2 separate regions of the Mus musculus genome follow, and region 2 is linked to region 1. The links are chromatin contacts, called in public Micro-C maps. All regions are on one chromosome and are shown on one strand. The core of a region is the stretch at or near the end of the contact, and the rest is flanking DNA. Distances in the headings are between cores, read along the strand shown.

Region 1 (7,279 bases), core at 1,221-3,720:
AACTAACTCATACCTGACAGCTAGGAAAGCCCACTGTTGCATTAAAAAGCAAAAGAGGAGGTTGGGAAGGTGGCTTAGCTGGTAAAGGTGATCACTGCACAAGCCTAATGACTTGAGTTGGATTTGCACCTCCCCAAATAAAAACAAAAACAAATAAGGTCAGTAGGAGAGAACTGATTCAACAAAGCTCTGACCTACACACACACACACACACACACACACACACACACACACACCAGGATGTGCCCCATCCCTAAACAATAATACAGTTTTTAAGAGAAAAAGGAGTGGGGAATCTTGTTGCTTTCAAATGAATTTTCTGACTTCTACTTCTAGGCATGCCATTCTTGGAAGTCCAGCTTTGAGCTTGTATGTCAATCTTAGTCAGAGTGGCTACTATCAAGGGCTTACTGTTTGTCATAAGTCCTGTGGGATCCTGACAACACCCATTTAGATGGAGGGAATATTTTTCTTCATCATGACCACCGTGCCCAGTTTCCAGATGAGGACAGTCATACTGAAGGCGTGTCCTAAAACATGGATTGCAGCCCTGGCCATCAGGCCTCACACCCCAGCCTGTGTGGCTGCAGTTGCTCCTCTGCCAACCCTGACCCATTCCTGAGGAAAACTACTTTGGCTATGGCTGTTAAGGACCAATTATCTGCTTTCTCCCAAATCACCAGCATTTAACTTAAAACTCAAAACTCCCACACTCCACATCAGGACCTTCTAGGCTCCAATCTGAACACAGAACACGTGACTTTGGGCAAATTTCTTAGCTACTTCAAAGGCAGATGAAACACCTGTCTCCCAGAGCTATGTATATATACTAAAAGTCTATGTATTTACATACATTTCTATGTAAACCACGTTGACAAACTTAGCTTAATGTGAGCTCTAATTACAAATGGCAATACGGATTCTACGTCATTGACATGGAAGATATTTATCAACGAACAACTGCAGATACAACAGAAAACAAAGACAGCAGCTCAAATCGGAAGCAGGGACATGATGGCACAGATGCTGGCAAATATTTCACGCCTAAAGGCTGGAGAGCCGCGCAACAAACCACCTCTATTTATAGCTGAGAATAGACAGGCTTGCCGAATTCATCACCACGCCTTCTTCTTGCTGCTCCCAATGAATGGGGCTTTCAGCTCAAATCCCAAGTTGTGAACGACAATCCACACCAAGTTTTAGATTTAACATTTCCAGGGCCCCTATGTCATGAACCAAAAATGTGAAGTTCAAAAAAAAAAAAAACTGGAATGGAATTTAATTTCCAGGGGGCCTGGCTGGGTTGGGGGGGGGGGAATCAGGGACTTGTTCGAGTAACTGAGTGTCTCGAGTGGAAACCGTTATGTACACACAAGCAGACGCTTCAAGTATGAGGGCAGAACTGAGACCTCCTTTAAAAAAAAAAACGGTAAATACAATTTTGAGAACAAGCAAGTCCCTATATTTCTTAGGGTGGAAAGAATTGGGCTTACAGATATTTACAAAACCCAGGCTCAGGCTCCCTGAAGAGATCTTAAAAGAGTTCCTATCCCCGCCCCTTCTCTGTTTGCTCATTCGTGTACACAAACACACACACACACACACACACACCCCACCCCTCTGTCCAGGATTCCAATCTCAAGGCTGCTGGCTCCTGTGGGTGGTCACTCTCCTAAGAATGTGCTCTTTCGGGTTCCCCTGCTAGGAGGCCCCTGGTCTCTTGGTCTCTGGTCTGCTTTCTTGTTGGCAGTTTTCTTTTTTTACTCTCATTCCCCCCACCCCCACCCCCACCCCAGAAGTCCACTCCTGATTTCCACTAGGGACCCAAGCCTTGGGAATCTGAAGCTGCCACACTGTGTTCCCATAGAACTTAGAAGGTTTAATTTAACGTCTGACAACAAAGACATTTCCCTGCAAACAACCAGAAAAGGAACTTGGCCACGCTTTCAAAATGGGAAACAACAAAGGGGCCAAGGGAAACCTCAATGAAAACTCGGAGGGAACATACAAACTAGTCTTCTCATAAACAATTTTGTGTCCCTACAAAAACTTGACCCTTCATAACCCTTCTCATTAGAACACGGAAAGCCGTGTCGTAAATCCGAAATAGCCGGGGAGCTGCAGAAATGACTCTGCAGTTTGAATCGAACCTCTCCAGTAAAATACCATGTTCTCAAGGAAGTGAAAGATAACGAAATGGAAAAAAAGAAAAAGAAAAGGAAAAAAAAAAGAAGAAAAAGAAAAAGGAAAGGAATGCCGCACATTTGATGAGGTGCTAATATGTGCGATCCATAAAGAACTCTTATAACTCAATAAGAAAACAACCCAACCGAAAATGGACAAAGGACTTAGATATTTATTCAAAGATGAGGCACATGAAAAGATGTCCCCTTCATCAGCTCTCAGGAAAATGCAGATCAAAACCACAAAGAGGTTTGCCTCACAGCCTCAGAGATGACTGCAATAAAATGCCAGGCAACAGCCTGCAGTGGACAGGATGTGGGGAGGTCAGACGCCTCCTCCTTGATGGTGACATACAGCCCTTGTGCTGCCGCTTTGGGGGATGTTTTTATTTCCTCTCGATAGGTGAGGTATAGAATTACCACCTGACAAAGCCAGTCCTAGGCTTGCACCCAGCAAAGCTCCATGCCTCCCTCCCTGTCCCTGGTCTCGTTCAGAACAGGATGGTGAGACAGAGCACCAGGTAATGGTCCCACCTCCGACCCTGACAACCTAAGTTTGTTCCCCAGGGCCTGCATCAAGCTGTCCATTGATCTCTACATGTGACCTGTAGCACTGGTGACTTCACATACTCACAGTAAATAAATCAAGCATCTTGTCTGGCTTTGTTTTTTAAGTAGAAAAAACCCAAGTGTTCACTAACTCTTGAGTGGAACATAATCTATCCATATGCTAGAACAGGATAGAATAGGATAGGATAGGATAGGATAGGATAGGATAGGATAGGATAGGATAGGATAGGATAGAATTCAGCTATACACAGGAATAAGTTAGTATTTAATTTTTAAAAAAATATCTTAATGACTTCTTTGAGTATTTCAGACAATATATTTTGGTGACATATCCCCCCCCTCCCAACTCCTCCCAGACCATCCCACCTCAAGAATCTCCCCCAACTTCTTGTCTAAAATAATAAAAAGCCAAAACAAAACAAAGAAACTCCCCCAAAACATAGACTCTAGTGTACACCGCCTGTTTTGGAGGACCATGCACAAGAGCATGGTCAACCTACTAGGAACCACAGCCTTAACAACAAAACAGAAACCTGACTCTTCTCCCCCTAAAATTAATTTATTTTTGTTTTTGTGTATATATGTGTCTATGTGGACAAAGAGCACGGGTGTGCAGGTGTGCATGGGGACCAAAAAAGGGCCTCATGACCCCTTGGGCTGAAGTCTCGCAGGAGGGTATGAGCTGCCAGCCAGCAGATGCTGAGAACTGAACTCAGGTCCTCTGTAAGAACAGTAAGTGTTCTTAACTATGGAGCCACTTGTCCCATAAACAAGTTTCTTTGTAAGCCACAAGGACAAACCTTGAGCATGCTAGGCCAAGTGAAAGACACCATAAAATAACACAGAAGTCCTGACTCCATTTACATGGAATGTCAGAAACAGGCAAATCTGTGGGGACAAATGGCAGCTTGGTCCTGACTGTATCTGAGGACTTCGTGCCTGTGGGCACTGATTTTCTTTCTCGATGATGAAGAGGATGCTCTAAAATTAGGTCATGGTGTGGCCACACAACCCCGGAGAAAGCACCAACATCACCAACCTGAGCAGATGAATTAGGCAAAGCCAGGGGCACGTGAACTGTATTTCAGTGAACATTTAACATTTAAGAGTGATGCCTTGTTAACATTTCCACAATTCTGTGCTAAACACCTTAATTTATCATTTTGTTCTCAACACACTTTAGCACACCTGCTAGACTATTTCAATCCTTAATGGTTCAAAAAATGTTTTGACATTAACATTTGGAAAAAAAATATGACAATACTTTCCACTTTTCTCCATGTAAGTACCAAAAAATGGCGTCCTACAAAGGATGCAATTCATTTCCCTTGGAGAGCACAAAGGATATACTTTTTAAGGCCTTTCCCCCTGAAGAAGGTTAAGCCTTTAAAAAAAAGAAGAAGAAAAAAAAAAAAAGAAAAGAAAGTAATTCTTTTGAGAATTAAAACACCTCCTAAGTGTTTTTCCAAAGCTTTCACATAAACACATCCCACCTTACTTTCCCAGGCAACAGCCAAACCTCTTCCATGAGGGCTTACTCATTTGCATTATTCCCTTCCCCCTAGGACCATGCATACAGCTGGTGCTACATAAGTGTATCTAGGAGAGTCTGTGCACAGAGGACAGTGACACCCACTATGTGGGTTTGGCCTGCTGTTGGCTCCACTACCTCTACTAGGCACACAGAGAAGCACCCAGCTCTTCTCTGGGGCTTCTCTGGTCAGGCTGGGTCTTCATCCCAGTTTGCTTTCTGTTGCTGTGATAAAATGAGGTGACCAATAGCAATCTGGGGGAGCAAAGGGTTTATTTCGCTTATCTTTCCAAGACACAGTTCACCCCTGAGGGACGTCATTGTAGGACCTCCAGGCAGGAATCTGGAGGAAGGAACTGAAGCAGAAACTGTGGAGGAGGGTTGTGGACTGGTTTTGTCTCCAAGGCTTGCTCAACTTGTTCAATTTCTTTTCTTTTTATTTATTTATATATATTTTTGAGATTATAACATAATTCTACCATTTCCCCTTTCCTTTTTGTCCCTCCAAACCCTCACATGTATTCACTTTCAAATTTATGCCCTCGTTATTTCTAACTGTTGCTCCATCCATCTATCTATCTATCTATCTATCTATCTATCTATCTATCTATCTATCTAATCTATTCTGCTCAGTCTATATAATGTTACTTGTATGTACATGTTTTCAGGTTTAACAACAACAACAACAACAACAACAACAACAACAAAACCCTACAGGCAGTCAAGAACTTCTGAAAGCAGGGGAAATCATCTTCCCAGAAAAAATGACACCCATTGGTCATCAACCTTCCTTCCTTCCTTCCTTCCTTCCTTCCTTCCTTCCTTCCTTCCTTCCTTCCTTCCTTCCTTCCTTCCTTCCTCTCTCTCTCTCTCTCTCTCTCTCTCTCTCTCTCTCTCTCTCTCTTTCTCTCTTTCTTTCTTTCTTCCTCTCTTTCTTTCTATTTATTTATTTTTCTATTATATGTAAGTATACTGTAGCTGTCTTCAGACACACCCAGAAGAGGGCATCAGATCTCATTACGGATGGTTGTGAGCCACCATGTGGTTGCTGGGATTTGAACTCAGGACATTCTTAACCACTAAGCCATCTCTTCAGCCTTCTTTGTTATATAACCCAGGACTACCTATCCAGGGATGGCACTGTCCACAGTGAGAAGGGCCCTACTGCATCAATCATTAATATGAAAATACCCCAGAAACATTCCCAAAAGGCTATCCAATGGAGGCAATTCCTCCTCTGAGGTTGCTTCTTCCCAGGTGACTCAGTTTGTGTAAAGTTGACAAGGACTAGCCAGCATGCAGTATTGTGACGGTCTTTCAGAAGATTACAATTTAGTATGTGTCTGTGTCCAGGTGGCCTGGGGTCTGCAAAACAGGTAGCAAATGAACAGAGATGGTGAGTTTCATACTTGTGGCACCTTCAGTCTGGGTGGGAAAGAGCTCAGCCTGAAACAGCAGAGATAAAAACCACAGAGCAAAGCCCAGGCTTCCCTGTGCAGCGGTGGGCATGGAGCTTCTGGAGAAGTTTGGGTTTGACTGTGGACCTGGGGGTGGGAGAGGCAAGGTTGCAGATGAAAGGAGGCAGGAAGTAGATATCCTACTAAGTGAGAGAAAGATAACAAGTAAACCTGTGCACCAAAAGTAAAGAACCAGCCTCAGAGATGAGCCTAGGAAAAGAATGTGCCAGCCAACTCCAAAAACACAGCATTGGTCAAGGAGCAGGCATCAGAAAGACCTGTGGAATTCAGACTTGGTGAAACACTGTTCAAGGAAATGAAGACAACAGCTGCAGGTTCCAAGGGATGCTGCTGTGACTATATGCTTCGGAGGTGGAGAGTTTACACATAAAAGCAGCTGGGTGCAGAGATCCTGGTCAACAGAACCACGTCATAGCTAATTGACTTACTGTGTGCTGGGACAACCCAGTATAGCTCTGAAGCTGAAAGAGGTTCTCACCCATGTTTCCCACGCACTTGCTGGTGTTACGTCATCGTCAAGTCTAACAGCAAGTGTATGCCTGCTATCATTATATTGGTCACAGTGGCTCTTAACAAACTCTCAGGCTCAAGCAATTCCCCTGCCTTAGTCTGGCCAGTGGCTGAGACTACCAGCACACACCACTATACCTTGGATAAATAATTTAAGAAAATATGTCATTGGGCTCCTGAAACAGAGCTAGAAACAAAAGAAAATGCCAAATGCTATTTGGGAGCCTAAGAAGAGTTTGAGAACAGAGACATGGGGATTGAGATCTGACACGCCTTAGCAGCAGACGTTTAGGGGCTGCACACAGCAGGAATTCCATTTTTTAACGATCCTGGGAAATTCCAGAGAGTGAGTGGAGAGAAGTCAGCCCAACTACAACTTCCACACCACTCACCAGACGTGACAGATCCTTACTTTTGGGTAAGCAGATGGGAATGAATGACCTGAGGCAACAGAGCCCCTCCTCCCAGCCTCCACCCTTCTTTGACGTGCAAAAGGAAGCCTTTCCTCTTATCCATTTGTTCCTGAAGGAACTGATCACCTTGTCAGGGGACTGTTGGGAGCCTTGCACACAGTGAGGCCCTGCAGATTCCTTACCCCTATGGAGAGACAGGTAAGAGCACATCAGAAGAAGCTACAGAGAGCCAGTCTACACAGAGATGGCCGTCCATTACCCCTCTAGGATGCGCCTATCTCTAGGTTACCCCATAACCCTAATCCTTTTTGGAAGGGCCTGTTTAAACTTTCCCTCTTGAACATTCTCTGACACCTTTCCTTCCCAAGGTCTGCAAGATGGTGATAACTCTCTAGCCCTGTGGAGGCTCATACACCCCTGCTCCTTGCCCTTACTAAGCTTGCTATTTATTGTCTGTGTGTCCCCAGGCCAGTACAAGGAAGACCGCATAGATGTGAGTTGTGCATCTCTTGCCTCTAGAACTTGTCACAATGTGAAACTCCCAAGAAACCTATGCTGAGTGAAAAGCCAACCAACCATGACTTTGGTGCTGAT
Region 2 (7,279 bases), core at 1,297-3,796, 390 kb after region 1:
CCTCCCCAGAGGCCTGGATGACAAGCTTTTTTTTTTTTTTTTTGGTGGGGTTTGGGGATGGAACTCAGGTCTTCCTGTTTGCATGGGGAGCCCTTTACTGAGCCATCTCTCCAGTCCTGACCATAATTATTAAACCAAACTATTCCTTTAAAAACTTGAAATAAGCTGGGCGTGGTGGTGCACGCCTTTAATCCCAGCTCTCAGGAGGCAGAGGCAGGCGGATTTCTGAGTTCGACGCCAGCCTGGTCTACAAAGTGAGTTCCAGGACAGCCAGGGCTACACAGAGAAACCTTGTCTCGAAAAACAAGAAAACCAAAAAAACCAAACCAACCAAATAAACAAACAAACACCCTTGAAATAGCCAGGTGCAAGCCTTTAATCCCAGTGCTCTGGAGGCAGAGGCAGGCAGATAGATCTCTGTGAGTTTGAGGCTAGCCTGGTCTATAGTCTGAGCTACAGGCCAGCCAGGACTACGTAGAGAAAACCTGTCTTAAAAAAAAAAAAAAAAAACCAAACCAAAAATTGAAATAATTAACGTTCCTTTTAGTGACAGTGTAAAATTAATTTTATCCCGTTTTTTTTTTCTCCTACAGAGGCTTACCCTGTGGACATCCTGGAGGATGACGCGGAGGGCTATCAGGCAGCAGCCGAGGCTTACTATGAGATGCTCAGGGAAGGAGCCCAGACCTCAGCAGAGGTTATCTCCCTTTCCACTGGGGAGCAGGTATGTTTAACTTTTCTTAGAGGAGGGCTCTGCCCAATCTAACTTAGAAAGAGAGATGTCATAGAAACAACATCTCAGATTTAGAAGAACAAAGACCAACACACTGATTAAACGAAACTTCTGGAGGGAATACGAAAGAATTCGTATAAAGGTACTTACCCGAACTCCCCCGCCCCCCAGCTCTATAAATAAAGACCCAGAAATTCTTTATATATTTTAAAGCTTAGGCTTTTAACTTGGGCTCTTTCCCAGCTATTCTAACCTGACTAATTCTGGCCTACGTCCTACCGCATAGCCAGGTCTACATCTCTTGTTCTCTGAATTCTCCATCCACCACCACATCTGGCTGAATCTCTCGCTTCTGATTTCCTCTCCCAGAGCCCTTTCTCTGCCCGGAAGTTCCGCCCTCCGCTTCCTGCTTTACTATTGGCTGGCAGATCTTTGTTAAAGCCAATCAGCAGGTACAGAAGGATGAATATTTATTAATTATCAGACTGGTGATGGGCCATTCAAGGAAACCCTTCACTAGAAATCTGAAGTTCTGAGTGTGGATCTAGCAGGACTGGCCGTGGGGTGGGATGTAAGCCAGAATTAGTCAGGTTAGCATAGCTGGGACTGAGCCCAAGTTAAAGGCTTAAGCTTTAAAATGTGTAAGAGTTTCCGTGTCTTTATTTATATTGTTGGTGGGTCCAGTTGGTGAGCTGTGGGCCAGATAACCTGTGGGAATCCCATTTCTATCACGGACGAGCTCGGTTCTCAAGGGTTTTCTCCTCTCTTATCTTGATGTTCTCACTGAATTCAGGGCATTGCACCACTTTCCTTGTGGGGCTGGCATGAGGATTAAATGAGCTTGTGTATGCTCAGCTGAATCTCAGTTTCTTCATTTTAAAGGGAGGGAGTAGCTCATGTCTGCCCTCCAAGGTTTGATTCAGTTCTGACATTTGACGTGGAGTGAAGCTGTGTCACTTACAATATTTTTGTGTTGCTGAGGTTCTGTGCATTGTGAATAGGTTCTGCAAGAGGACACACAGAAAACTAGAAATTTTATTCGTTGGGATTGTGGCAAGATTTAAAAATATGTGTTATGTGTGTGCCTGCGTATGTACACATGCATGAATCTCGAGGACAACCTCAGAGTGCATTTATATACAATATACAATCCGATTTGTGTTTTGAGACAAGGTCTCTCACTATTTCCCCAGCGCATCTTATCTGTCCTTTTTTGTTTGTTTGTTTTTGTTTTTTGAGACAAGGTTTCTCTGTATAGCCCTGGCTGTCCTGGAACTCACTTTTTAGACCAGGGTGGCCTCGAACTCAGAAATCCACCTGCCTCTGCCTCCCAAGTGCTAGGATTAAAGGCGTGCGCCACCACTGCCCAGCTGTGGTTTGTTTTTTGTTTTTTGTTTGGTTTTTCGTTACCTGTCTTTTTGTGTATGCTATGGTGGGAGTAAACTCAGGCCCTCCTGCTTACCAAGTTTGCACTTCCCTGGCTGTGCCCTCTTCCAACCCCGACTGTCTAAGACTGTTTTCCTCACAGTAGGCAGTATCCACATTTGTTTTAAGTGTGGATCATTTCACTCCTGCCAGAAATGGTTGTGATCTGGCTGGCAGGCAGAGCTAGTAGAGGGACGTCTTTTTGTACCAGAGTTAACGAAAACAGCGGCATATGCAGTTATAAACCATGGCTTCCTTGAGATTTTGGAGGTCCGGAGCTAACAGGCAAGTCCCTCTTAGAAGAATACCCCTCCAGTGGGGGACCTCAAGCTGTTGAGCCCCAGTGGGCGCTTGCTGACCTTGTGTGCTCTTAGCGCCCCCTAGTGGTGATGTAGGAGAAAGACACAGGGCTCCATCGGACACTGATCGCTGGGTGCTGGTGGCCAGGGGGAGCTTGAGAGATGCAAGAAGAGCTGTGTCCCCAGGTTTTTTCGTTTGTTTGTTTGTTTTTGGACACAGCTTCCACAATCTGCTGTTACAACACTCATACTTATGAATAACTTAGGAAAATAAACCCCAACGTGCAGCATGCTCATCGAAGGGATAAGGCTAAGGTTACTAACAGAAACAGAAAGTTGCTGACATGAAGATGTTTGAAGGTGAGATGACATGCCAACATGACTTCTTCCTTCCTCCTTTCCTAAAGAGAAGGGAGCTAGGTGAAACCCATTATTTGGATCTCTACTATTTAGCAGTGAGTAGGGACACAGGGGCAGGGACAGGGGCAGGGAGCAGGGTGCTATTTGGCACACTGAATCCTGCTCACCAGGAGTGAGCCTCCTCGCAGCCGACACGGCAGGGACTTTTGCTATCCAAAGATTCTCTGGCTGAAAGGAACGACGAGGAAGTGGTTTGAGGAGGCAACATGTCTTGACTTTCTTTGTTTCACAATTAATTTTTTTCTTGTCTTGACGTTGCATTTAAAATACTTGCTGATTTTTTTTTTTCTGGTTTAAAAAACGCACATGTTCATTTGTATGGTGTTTAAGGGCTACAACGAAAGACGGAGGGAGCAAAGCCATGTGGGGTTAACTGCTAAAAACATGTTAATGTGTTTCTTTATTTTTACATTTTTCCTTTCCACGTGCATTTTTATTTATTTATTTATTTGTTTATTTATTTATTTATTTATTTATTTTTTGAGCCAGGGTTTTGCTGTGTAGCCCAGACTGGCTCAAGAACTTGCAATCTTCCTTCCCCATCATTTCAAATGCTGAGATTTTTGCCTGCTTTAAAAAACCTGGGATAGGTCACTCCGAAAAAAAGAGGGAGGTCCCAAGATAGTTGCCAGTCCTTACCACCCCCCACGCCCCCACCCCCACCCCCCGGGATTTGCCAGGAAACAGTTCTCTATAACGGTGGTGGTCCGCTGTAAACTTTTTACAAGAACCTGCCTGCCTGGCCCAGCTGCACATTCTTCTCTAATTTTCCTATAGTCTCAGTTTTCAAAACAAAGTTGGTCATGGAATGTATTGGCCTTCTTGTGTCAGGAGCTGGGAGCAGAGGGTTGGATGTTTACAAAGAGGGCCTTAGATGTGGCCCTCAGAGGTGATCTGTTTCCTCCCGATGACTAGCAAAACCTCCTGGGACTGAGTCTTTGGGCTTAAGGACAGGACTGAGCCTGGAGGGCTCAGACAGAGGACACATTTTCAAGGCTGCTTTCAGAGCTGGTACCAGGGTCACAGACAGCAGGAACATCTATGGGGGGGGGGTACAGCCTGGGCTCAATCTACTCCAGGCTACCAGGGCTCTCGAGAAGATGAGAACGGCACCATAGTTGTCTGTGTGAGGTGGAGTGAGGCTGTCAGCCTTGCAGGTTGAGGTCTATGGAGGTCCAGGATGGAGAAGGAGTCAGAGAGAGAGAGAGAAAGAGAGAGAGAGAGAGAGAGAAAGAGAGAAAGAGAGAGAGAGAGAGAGAACGCAAGACCATATCCAGGGTGGCTAAAGCTTTCTTCTCTGCTCTTCCTGCATCCTGCTAACAGGGCTCCTTCTGTGAGCACTTGGCTGAGTAATTGCAAGTCATTCCCCTGCCTCAGTGACGTGAGAGAGCAGAACAGTAATTTCATTTGCCTTTTTTTTTTTTTTTTTTTTTAGGTCAGACTTGAGACTTCATCTCTTTGTTTTTGCACGATATACCGTGATGAACCTCAACATAAAATACTGGGTTTGGTTAATCCCCAGGACACAAAGACAGGTTGGTAGCTTTTTTTTTTTTTAATTGATTTGTTCATTTATGAGCATTGGTGTTTTACCTGCATGTCTGCCTGTGTGAGGGAGTCAGAGTCCCTGGAACTGGAGTTACAGACAGTTGTGAGATGCTATGTGGGTGCTAGGAATTGAACCTGGTGTCCTCTGGAAGAGCAGCTAGTGCTCTTAATAGAGTCAACTCTCCAGCCCCGTGCTGGTAGTTATTAATGGATATGGTGTCTATGACCAAGCTGCACATAGAGCCTGATTTTGTTGTTGTTGTAGTTTTGTTTTGTTTTTTTGTTTGTTTTGAGACAGCGCTTCTGTGTATCCCTCACTATCCTGGAACTTGAAATATAGACCAGGCTGGTCCCAAAACCAACAGAGATCTGCTTGCCTTTGCCTCCCAAGTGCTGGGATTAAAGATACATGCCACTACTGCCCAGTGAACCCTGGATTTTAAAAACGGGAATCTTGATTTTGTGGTATACAATATATGGGGATTTTCAATGTCTAGGGATGCAGCGGTCCATTCTTATTTATCTCTTTTGAGACATGAATCATTTTGCATATCTCTGACCACAGTCCCTACCCAGAGCTGCTTTGGGGCTCACTCTTGCTATTCCCATTAACAGACGTTCCAGAGCTGTGGGCACTGGCTAGGACACTATTGGGACATTCCCATGACCTTGTGGAATGAAAGGGCCATTTTCTTCTCCAAATGTAACAAACAAGGGCCTCACACTGCTCAAGTGACTTGCCAAAGGCCTTCAGCTAGAGCACGGAAGGGCTCGGTTTTTGCAGAGTGACAGTTGGGTGGGGGTCGTTTCTGACGGCGACAGTTTGGTCTGTGACTCATTTACCCTCTCTCAAATTATGGAGAGACTATCTGTGGCAGGTTTCTGCTTCATGGAGTGAGTCCTCTGGAGAGAGACGTAAGCATAGTCAATTGTGCCTTAGGCAGAGGCATGGAGACTGCTGGCAAGCGAGCCTTGTTGGGCCAGGCGGTGGTGGCGCACGCCTTTATTGATCCCAGCACTTGGGAGACAGAGGCAGGCTGATTTCTGAGTTCAAGGCCAGCCTGGTCTATAGAGTTCCAGGACAGCCAGAGCTATACAGAAAAACTCTGTCTTGGAAAAACAAAACAAAACAAAACAAAAAACCAAAGCAAACCAAACCAACCAACCAAACAAAAGAAAGCCTTGCTGGGAGGAGATCTAGCAGGTTGGTCTACCCGAACCCAGTGCACCAGCGAGCTGGTGGGAGGCACCTGACTTCTGACCTCACAACAAGCAATCCTTCGAGGCATTTTTCTTGTTTATTTTGCCTTTGCAATGCCAACAGTTGCTTTCCAGTAAGACGTAATAGTCATAGTACACTGGCAATACACTTTTTAGCTAGTTAGGCCTCATGAAATGACAGCATTTTGAGATTTTAGGTCTTTAACTGTTTTCAAAGGAGGACCGTTCCAGCTCTCCACCTCTCCTGGAGAAATGCGTTTGCGTGTCACCTGACTGTCTGCCTGGAGTTTAGGCTCAGAGTGTCCCTCGTTCCACTGAGTGAGATTCCTTAGCACATATGAATATGGATCAGGGTACATTCTTAAAAGGCAACAGAAAATTAAGTACAGTGCAAATGGGAAACAGATTTCTAAGAGTCCATTGTATGTTTACATCATGCAGACCGTCTCACTGTGGGGCCCCATGCTCGTATATAAAAGTGCTTTAAATAAAGTTTCCGGTTGACTTCCTGCTGCTGAGGGCTCCATTGTTGCTGGTTGCATTGTTGTTGATTCCAGAGGAGTGCCTGATACCCTGGTGCACTCCTTTAGAAGGGGTCTTGAGGTCTTCAGAGAGTGCAGATCTCTCTGAAGAGAATTATGGAACTAGAATCTTGCAGACCCTAGAGTAGAAGGACTCTTTTTTTTTTTTTTTTTTTTTTTGGGTTTTCGGTTTTTCTAGACAGGGTTTCTCTGTATAGCCCTGGCTGTCCTGCAACTCACTCTGTAGACCAGGGTGGCCTCGAACTCAGAAATCTGCCTGCCTCTGCCTCCCGAGTGCTGGGATTAAAGGCATGTGCCACCACACCCAGCTAGAAGGACTCTTCACAGCTCTGCCCAGTCAGTGGGTTCCTTACCCTTGGGGTAAGTTGTGTCTTTGGAGAAGGGGATTGCTGGCTCCGGTACCTTATCTTTGTCCTGTGCCATTATCTTTGCATGCTGGTGAAGGCGGATGCAAGTTTAATAAATGGAAGCTAAAGGGATCCAAAGCTGTTTGATCGGCCCTGCATATGAGTTAATTATTGATAACGGTGTGTGAGTTAATTATTGATAAGCCGGTTGACTCCATTACAGTGACTTCCGATAAGTCTGTAAGCAAATGAAAAACATCCTGGAAGGGCGAGTTCCCCAGGGGCAAGCAGTTGATGCTGCTGGCATCTTGCTCAGATGTGGGTGATGACATCGGCCACCATTTTCCCTGTAGGGAATTGCAATTGTGGTCTGCCTAAAGGTGGCTTCGGAGACAGGGTCTCTTGTCTCTGCTGCTTGTGAGCATTTATTCTGATTTTCTACATAGCAGCTGGTTGATATTCCTTAGGGGGAAGTAGACATAGGTACCCAGCCTCCCCCTTTCTTAGCTTCTCAAGGGCCTTTATATAATTTCTCTTGTTTTATTTCCCTTATTTATTATTAATTAATCTCAAGTGTTTATGACTATATAAAATAAGTCCTCATGCCAAATGAAAGGCGACTTTCCCATCTTTATTAAATCCGAAGCACTCGCCCTAGGAGCCATGATTCCTGCCCCCGGTGACCTTGGCTTTTCTTGTTTCTTCCTGTGTCTTGACTAAGCGGTAGGATGAGCGTGGATTTGG

What was found. Hi-C and Micro-C count contacts between places; a contact is called where the count stands out from the background.
Region 2: a Micro-C map of embryonic fibroblasts shows a contact between it and region 1, with 3 times the contacts expected there. The contact joins two enhancer-like sites. A contact is called at or near these places in 1 of 484 Hi-C or Micro-C datasets (embryonic fibroblasts), 1 of 115 datasets of contacts at active chromatin or transcription factors (bone marrow-derived macrophages) and 1 of 9 other capture datasets (embryonic stem cells).

What each region holds. Positions count from the first base shown.
Region 1 is chr7:67,909,516-67,916,794 of GRCm38.p6, forward strand. No RefSeq gene overlaps it. Among named protein-coding and RNA genes, the nearest start is that of Igf1r, 39 kb to the right of the region's middle. Within about 2 kb of position 2,471, at least 71 of the 459 cell types and tissues checked have an H3K27ac peak or open chromatin away from gene starts, as enhancers often do. A contact at or near this core is called in embryonic fibroblasts, where this site is marked.
Region 2 is chr7:68,300,240-68,307,518 of GRCm38.p6, forward strand. It overlaps Fam169b (family with sequence similarity 169, member B), which reads left to right. Exons shown (of 9, transcript NM_001374636.1): 2 at 594-724; 3 at 4,313-4,412. Among named protein-coding and RNA genes, the nearest start is that of Gm16157, 27 kb to the left of the region's middle. Within about 2 kb of position 2,547, at least 61 of the 459 cell types and tissues checked have an H3K27ac peak or open chromatin away from gene starts, as enhancers often do. A contact at or near this core is called in embryonic fibroblasts, where this site is marked.